Linked DNA regions of Rattus norvegicus: region 1 is linked to region 2. A link is a contact called in public Hi-C data. All regions are on one chromosome and are shown on one strand. The core of a region is the stretch at or near the end of the contact, and the rest is flanking DNA. Distances in the headings are between cores, read along the strand shown. Region 1 holds the start of Wnt4 (Wnt family member 4). Region 2 has its middle 32 kb from the start of Zbtb40.

What was found. A called contact is a pair of places that touch in the nucleus more often than the background predicts.
Region 1: a Hi-C map of hepatocytes shows a contact between it and region 2, with 4 times the contacts expected there. The contact joins the promoter of Wnt4 here to the enhancer-like site in region 2. A contact is called at or near these places in 7 of 12 Hi-C or Micro-C datasets (the Rat2 cell line, Schwann cells, hepatocytes and 3 more).

What each region holds. Positions count from the first base shown.
Region 1 is chr5:154,796,164-154,799,245 of GRCr8, forward strand. It overlaps Wnt4 (Wnt family member 4), which reads left to right and starts at 1,287. Exons shown (of 5, transcript NM_053402.2): 1 at 1,287-1,368. The coding sequence starts at 1,292.
Region 2 is chr5:154,597,428-154,600,849 of GRCr8, forward strand. No RefSeq gene overlaps it. Among named protein-coding and RNA genes, the nearest start is that of Zbtb40, 32 kb to the left of the region's middle. Within about 2 kb of position 1,919, at least 8 of the 93 cell types and tissues checked have an H3K27ac peak or open chromatin away from gene starts, as enhancers often do. A contact at or near this core is called in hepatocytes, where this site is marked.

The DNA.
Region 1 (3,082 bases), core at 37-2,536, 200 kb after region 2:
GAGGGTCTCTGGACTTTTGGTTCCCTGTTTAAACCCGGAGTTCCTCTAGCTCGGTGGGATGTAGCCTCAGGCAGGGCCAGAGGAGTCTGGACTCTATCAGTGACCTGGAGAGGGTGTGGCCCAGCCACGGCAAAGTAACTACTAATACGGAACTGAGCCTCAGCATCAGCCTGGCATAGGTTTTTAAGAAATAACTCCACTCCATCCATTCACTCCACAAACGTGGCACCCACCTGCTCTGTGCCAGACACCAAGCTAAGGGCTGAATCTGCCTGGCGTGGGAGAAGAAGTAAAAGAAGCGCACAGAAACCCAAGCAGAAAGCAAAGATTGGTCCCTGTGCTAAAAGGAAGCCTTCCAGTTCCTAAGCAGAAGGTCTATACAGAAAGGCGAGGGGTTCACTCAAGACCTTGCTGCCTGGAGCGCGCCAGAACCCAGGGCGATCCAGAAGCGAGGTTTCGGATTCCCGGAGTCTTAGGCCACTGTCCCAAGCTGCCCGAAGTAGAGAGGCCCCTGTCCAGCTCCGGGAAAGCTGGAGGGAGGTGAGTGCTAGGGAGGGGCCGGACCACAGAACCCGGGGGGCCTGAGGGCGGGGAGGGGTCCGGCGGGGACACCCTGGCGGCACCACCGCAGCCTGGTGCGCCCCGAGCGCTAGTGACTAGGTTCGCGCGAGTGGCAGCCGCTCTCGCTCCGGTGGCTCCGCCGGGGTCGGCCGGGGATTCCGGCTCCCAGGCGCCGGCGGGGGGCCGCGGGGCGCGGCCAGGGCGGCGCTGCAGTGCCCGCAGCGGCGGGCTGGGGGAGCTGTGCCCGCCCGTCCCTAAGGCCCCGGGCGGGGACCCAGCAGCTGGGTCGCCGCGCCTCTAGCTCGGCCCAACTGGGCGGCGTGCGGCCAAGCGTGCCTGCAGCGGGCTGGGGCTCCGAGCGCGTCCGGGCGCCTGGCCCGGGAGGCCCCCCAGGAGAAGCCCAGTCCCGCGGGCTCAGGACCGCCCCCGTAGGGGGGGGTGTCCCGCGCCGCTGGACCCGCCCAGGTAACCCCATCCTCGGCCCGCCCCCGGCCCGCCCCGCCGCCCGCCCGCCCGCCTCCGCCGCCACCGCCGCATCCCGGCTCTGGGGCGGCGCTGACAGTCGGGTCCGCCGGGCAGCGGGCGCAGCAGCGGGCGGCGCGGCCGGCTGCTCGGAGGCTGAGCCTCGCCGCGCGCCCCGGCCCGGCGCCCCAGCCCGTCCGCGCGGCGCCCACCTGCCGCCCCGACGGGAGACTTGCGGCCGCTGCCCGGGGCGGACACCCACGGCACCATGAGCCCCCGTTCGTGCCTGCGGTCGCTGCGACTCCTCGTCTTCGCCGTGTTCTCGGCCGCCGCGAGCAACTGGCTGTAAGTCTGGTTGGGGACCCGGCGGGCGGGGCGGGTCCCGGGGCAACAGGCGCAGGGGGCTCCCTGCAGGTGTCTCAGCCGCGGGACCCGAGGATCGCGCTTCTGCCGGTTCCTCCTGCCAGTCACCACCACTGTCCCGACTTCCCTCTGGAGTTCCCCGGACCCCTGCTGCCCGAGTCCGGCTTCCCTGCCCGGGGCAGCAGGGCTGGCAGCGCGTCTGCACCCGGAGGCTGCCCTGGGTGCTCGAGGGCGCGAGGGGGTGCGATCGCGGGGCGGTGGCCCAGGAGCGGTGCGAGGCGCAAACCGGCGGGCTGACAGGTCTCCGAGGGGAAGCGTCCCGGGCATAATAGCAGGTTAATAGCGAGGAGTCTAGGCGCGAGCTCCTCGCGCTGCGCCGTGCCGCGCTGCGGGCTGAGCTGGAGGCGTGCAGGGACCTGTTTCTGCCTGGGGGGGCGGGAGCCAAATGTAGAAGTCGAGGACCCGGGCGCCGAGCCTCTGAGAGCCCGCAGGCTGGCTCTGGCTGCTCCTCGCTGTTCCCTGAGGCAGGAAGAAACTTCTCCCAACCTTTATTAAAGAAGGCGACAGCCCCCATCCACAACCAAAGGTCTTGCCTAAGAAGGGAGTTGGTAACCGCTGGTGACCTATGTGTTTCACCATTACTGGGTCTGCGCTCGGTAGGATCCCTGAGAAGGCGAGCTAAGGAGATGGGCTAGTGACTAAGAGAACCAGGAACTAGACCTTAGAGACTCCTTCATCCCTCTTCAGTGACACTTCCCTATGGCCCAGGCTTAACCCTGGCCCCAACTTCTGTCGGGAGCTCTGCTGCCTTCCACTGTGGGCAGCCAGTGGGGAGCCAAGCTCCCGTATTGATCTGAAAAGCATGAGGTGGGAAGGGGGGATAGCCAACAGTGTAGCTGGGGTTTCCATGGAGACAGTGGGAAAGGAAAAATTCTCTCTGCATCAAGACCAAAGAACAAATATCTCCCATGAAATTGCCCTGAGTGCCCAATGGCTGTTGCTATGAGGTCATTGTGGCCAGCCAAGGCCCTGGAGACTGGAAAGGAGTGTGTTCGTTGGGGTCAGAGCCACCCAGAGCTTGGGAGACTGAGGTGATGTGGAATTCTCCCAGCTGTTCCGGAGAGCTAGTGATTCCTCTGAGGCCCAAAGTGTCTGCAGTGCTTTTGTTCTTCCTGCAGTCTTAATTTGATTAACACTTCAGGGGTTGTGGCAGAGTGGACGGAAACCAGGGCACGGCCACCGCACCCCTTTCCACTTCTTGCAGAATGCCCCCTCCCCCAGTGAGGCCTGGGTTGCAGCAGACCTGAAGAAGGGAACTGCTTTGAACTTGAAGGAGTCTGGGGTCTCTGGAGCTGCCTCTTAAACAGATGGGTTTAGAGACGGATGTGAACATCAGGGGAAACTAGAAGTGCAGCCCAGCACCACCAAGCAATACAAAAAAAAAAAAAAAAAAAAAAACCCTGAAGTAACACTGAGAACTCAAGTGTGTGAGCCAGGCCTGCAGCAAACACAGAAACAGCTGCCACAGAAAGGCCCTTCAAAGCTCCAGGTTCTTTAGCTCCCTTTATAGATGAGGAAACTAAGGCCCAGGGAAGGGAGCTACTCACCACATCGTGGACTGAACCCAGATGCTTTAGTTTCCAGACAAGAATAATCTACTTCTTGCCTGAGGCTGTCCTGAAGTTGACCCAGTACA
Region 2 (3,422 bases), core at 669-3,168:
AAAACCATAATTTGGCCCTGGAGTGACAGAGTAAAGGCTGAGTGCGTTGGGGAGCTGTGAAAAGACAGAGAATGAACTCCCAAAGCAGCTCTTGAGTCCACAGAAAAGGGAGAACCTAGACAGCCTCCTGCTGGTGGCTACAGAGAAGATGCTACCACAGGACAAGGACCCCAAGAGAAGAGCGAGATTTGGTTCATATGACATATAGAATTCAAGAGTTATTACTGTCAGTCTCCCTCCTCAGCCCCTCAGCACCCCGCCTATTCTATCCCCTGAGAGCGGGGGAACACACAGGGCAAGCACAGGGTGCTGAAGGAGCCCCGGGCTTTCTGCTGGGTTTGCAGGAAGAAGGAAAGATCTGAGTTCCAATCTGTTTCATCCTGCTGCCTCATGTGACCTTCTATATTCTTCGGGGCTCAATAAAATCCCCCTGTGCTTCTAGGATGTTCCTTTAAATGGTGGCTCCATTTCCTTCCAGATTGAAATAATGGGATTTTTTTTAAAGAGCTCTGTGTCAGGGTGTAATGGAGCCATCGACCAGGGAGGGCAAGAGTCTGAGTCCCTTGTCCCCTATGTGCTGCCATTGCAAAGTCAACGCATCCCTTACTGCTGTGGCAGCCACTGGGTGGCGCTGTCTGCACACAGTTATTGCAGAACTCACCTAATGGGGCTATCTATGCCTGAAAGTCTGAGAGAGTCAGAGGCTCAGAGCTAGTACCTGGATAGCCTCTGGACATTGTTGGACCTACAGGAGCTGAATTGAGTCAAGAGGATCTGAAATGGAGAGGGGATGTATCAGAGAGAGACCTGAGCAGGTGCATATGGAAGCCTGGAGTTCAGGGTGCCAGGAGGCCTGAAATTCAGTTCACCTCTTTGAGCTGTTCCTAGCTCTGTAAAATGGAGAGAGTGATGTCTTCCCTATGGGACTGTTGTAAGGGACACTGTGCTTTGAGCACAGCTGTTCCTTCTGCTGTAGTTGACATGCCTGATCCTTTTCATGGGTAGGGGTGGAGGACTAACATTTAGGAAGTGCCCTCCAAGAACCTTAAAACTGCCTCAGACAGATGGGCTGTCTCTGACCATTGCCACAGAAAGCTCTGTGGCATCTCCCTCTCACAGTTGGGGACACTGAGGCTCTGAGTGGATGTGGCTTCTTCTTGGTTCCCCAAACACTGAGTTGTCTGCCTGGAGTTCATGCTTCAAACCTCTGGACCCATGACCCTGACCTCTACTGCCGTGTACTGGAGGGATGGGTTGACACATCAACCCCCAGCTTCAGAGTGTCCCTTGCCGAGTCTTTTGGAGGTACTGGCTCCTTGCCAAGCTGCTTTCCTGCGTCCCTAGTACAGCCACCATGTCCTCAAGGTCAGTGCTTCCACACATGTCCGCACGGGTCTCTCTACCTTTGAACTTGTGTAGAATTCTTCCCAGGAAACACAGTCAGGCCTGGGGGCATGGGTAGCTGTTCTAAAGCTTGATGGAGCTCTGAGTTGCATGAGGAAGCTTGACCGTAGTTCCCCAAGATGCTCCCTCAGCAGTTCGGAGTAACAGGATATGTGGTGGGGTGGGCAGTTTGGTTTTCTGCCTTGGTGAGCTAAAGGCAATCATTTTCATGGCTGGGCACTAGTAGAACAGTGAAGAGAGATAAGGACTGAGTGACAGCCAGGGGACCTCGGGTCTCCCCAGCCATTCTTGGGGGGTCCCAGAGGTATGGAATTGTTGTACCTGACAGGGATGTGGAGCTTCAGAGCTTAGGGAAGATAGCTGCCTAGGACAGAGAGGAGCTACTGAGATTCAGGGAGATGACTAGATGACCCAGGGCTGGCTGGCTGACTGGTTAGCCACAGGCTGGGACCAGACTCTGCCTTTTTTCTGGTCTCCTTCCAACTTGTTCTGCTAAGTCACCCTCTGGCTGGCATGTGTTTAGGTCAGAAGACTTCACTGAGGAGACAGGGATGGAACTGTGGAGGGGACAGGGAGAGGCTGACCTTGCTCTTTGAAAGCACTAATGGGGAGTCAATTGTCCTCCTCTGACGTCAGCCCTGGGCAAATAGTGGCCACGGAAAGCAAATATTTTGAGAGTAAATGTGTAAGCCAGTAGAGTTCCAGGGACAAAGTGGCCGAGGACTCCAGGCTTCTCACGTCTCCTTGCTGGGGACCAGGGTCTCATCTAAGTGAGAGGCTGGGTTCCCTGAGTTGGGGGAAGTCAGGGGAGATTTGGAGAACTGAGAAAATAGACATAGTCAGGGAGAGAGTACACAGAAACAGGAATGACAGAGCTATTCATCAGGAGCACCCATTTGTACCAGGCCCCAGGGGACACTCCATAGCGATTGTCTGTTTCATAAGCTGTCCCTTGGCAGCCATTGCTGTCACCACAACCCAAACCACTTAGATCAAGCAACTTGATTGGAAGCAACCTGCACACAGTCAGAGTTCCAGATGTGGAGCAGTGATCTGATCCTAACTGCTGGCTTCATAGGCTTATACGTGTATATGTTCTCCCCATGCACATGTACGCAGGATGCACACACAAAGTCATAGGCACTCAGGATGATGCCCAGACCTCACTCAGACCTGTACAATCAGACCTTTATGGAAGTCTGGCAATAGTTCCTAAAGAGCAGAAAGTGGCACCCATAGGACCTGGGGAAAGTTCTCCATAGTGGAAGTCAGCCCTATTTTTCCACAAAGGGCTAGACATTACATCCGTCTGGGGGTTTTCATGCTTTCCGATTCTGAGGCAGATCTGTTCTAGATGACATTCGTGCCTTAGCCTGGCCACGTGCCAATAAAACTTTATTTACAAACCGGCCCGCAACAGTTTGTTTGCTTCTCTCTCTTGCTGCTCTTCCAGAAACCCCGTTTCAAGGCTTCGTGATTCCCGTTCTCCAGATGAAGAGAACGAGGCACACAGAGGCGTGATGTCAGAGTGGCTCTGGAAATGTGTGACAGAGCTGGGAGGAGAGTAAACAGACCTCCTGATTCCAGGTCAGGATGTCAGAAAGGACGCAGCCTGATAAGGATTCCCAGGGCTCTGTGGGACTATTGCTCAGTGAAATGCTCACTAACCCGAGAGTGTCTGCATGGCCACTAGCTGCTAGCTAGATGCTGAATGCCACTGCCCCTGTCCCATGAGATATCACAACCACCCTGGGATGTAGAAAGATACCTGTCACATGTCAAAAAAGCTTGTCTCAGGTGTCCCCCATTGTGACTTGTTATAGCTGGATGAGGAAAAGGTAGAAGTTGTCCATTGGCTTTCTCAGTGTTGAAAGTGATCTCTCTCTCTCTCTCTCTCTCTCTCTCTCTCTCTCTCTCTCTCTCTCTCCCCCCCCCCCTCTCTCTCTCTCTTTCTCAATAGACATGTGGTGGGTTTTGGCACCTTCTTGTCCTCAAGGGCTGTAAATGCTCCATTTGAT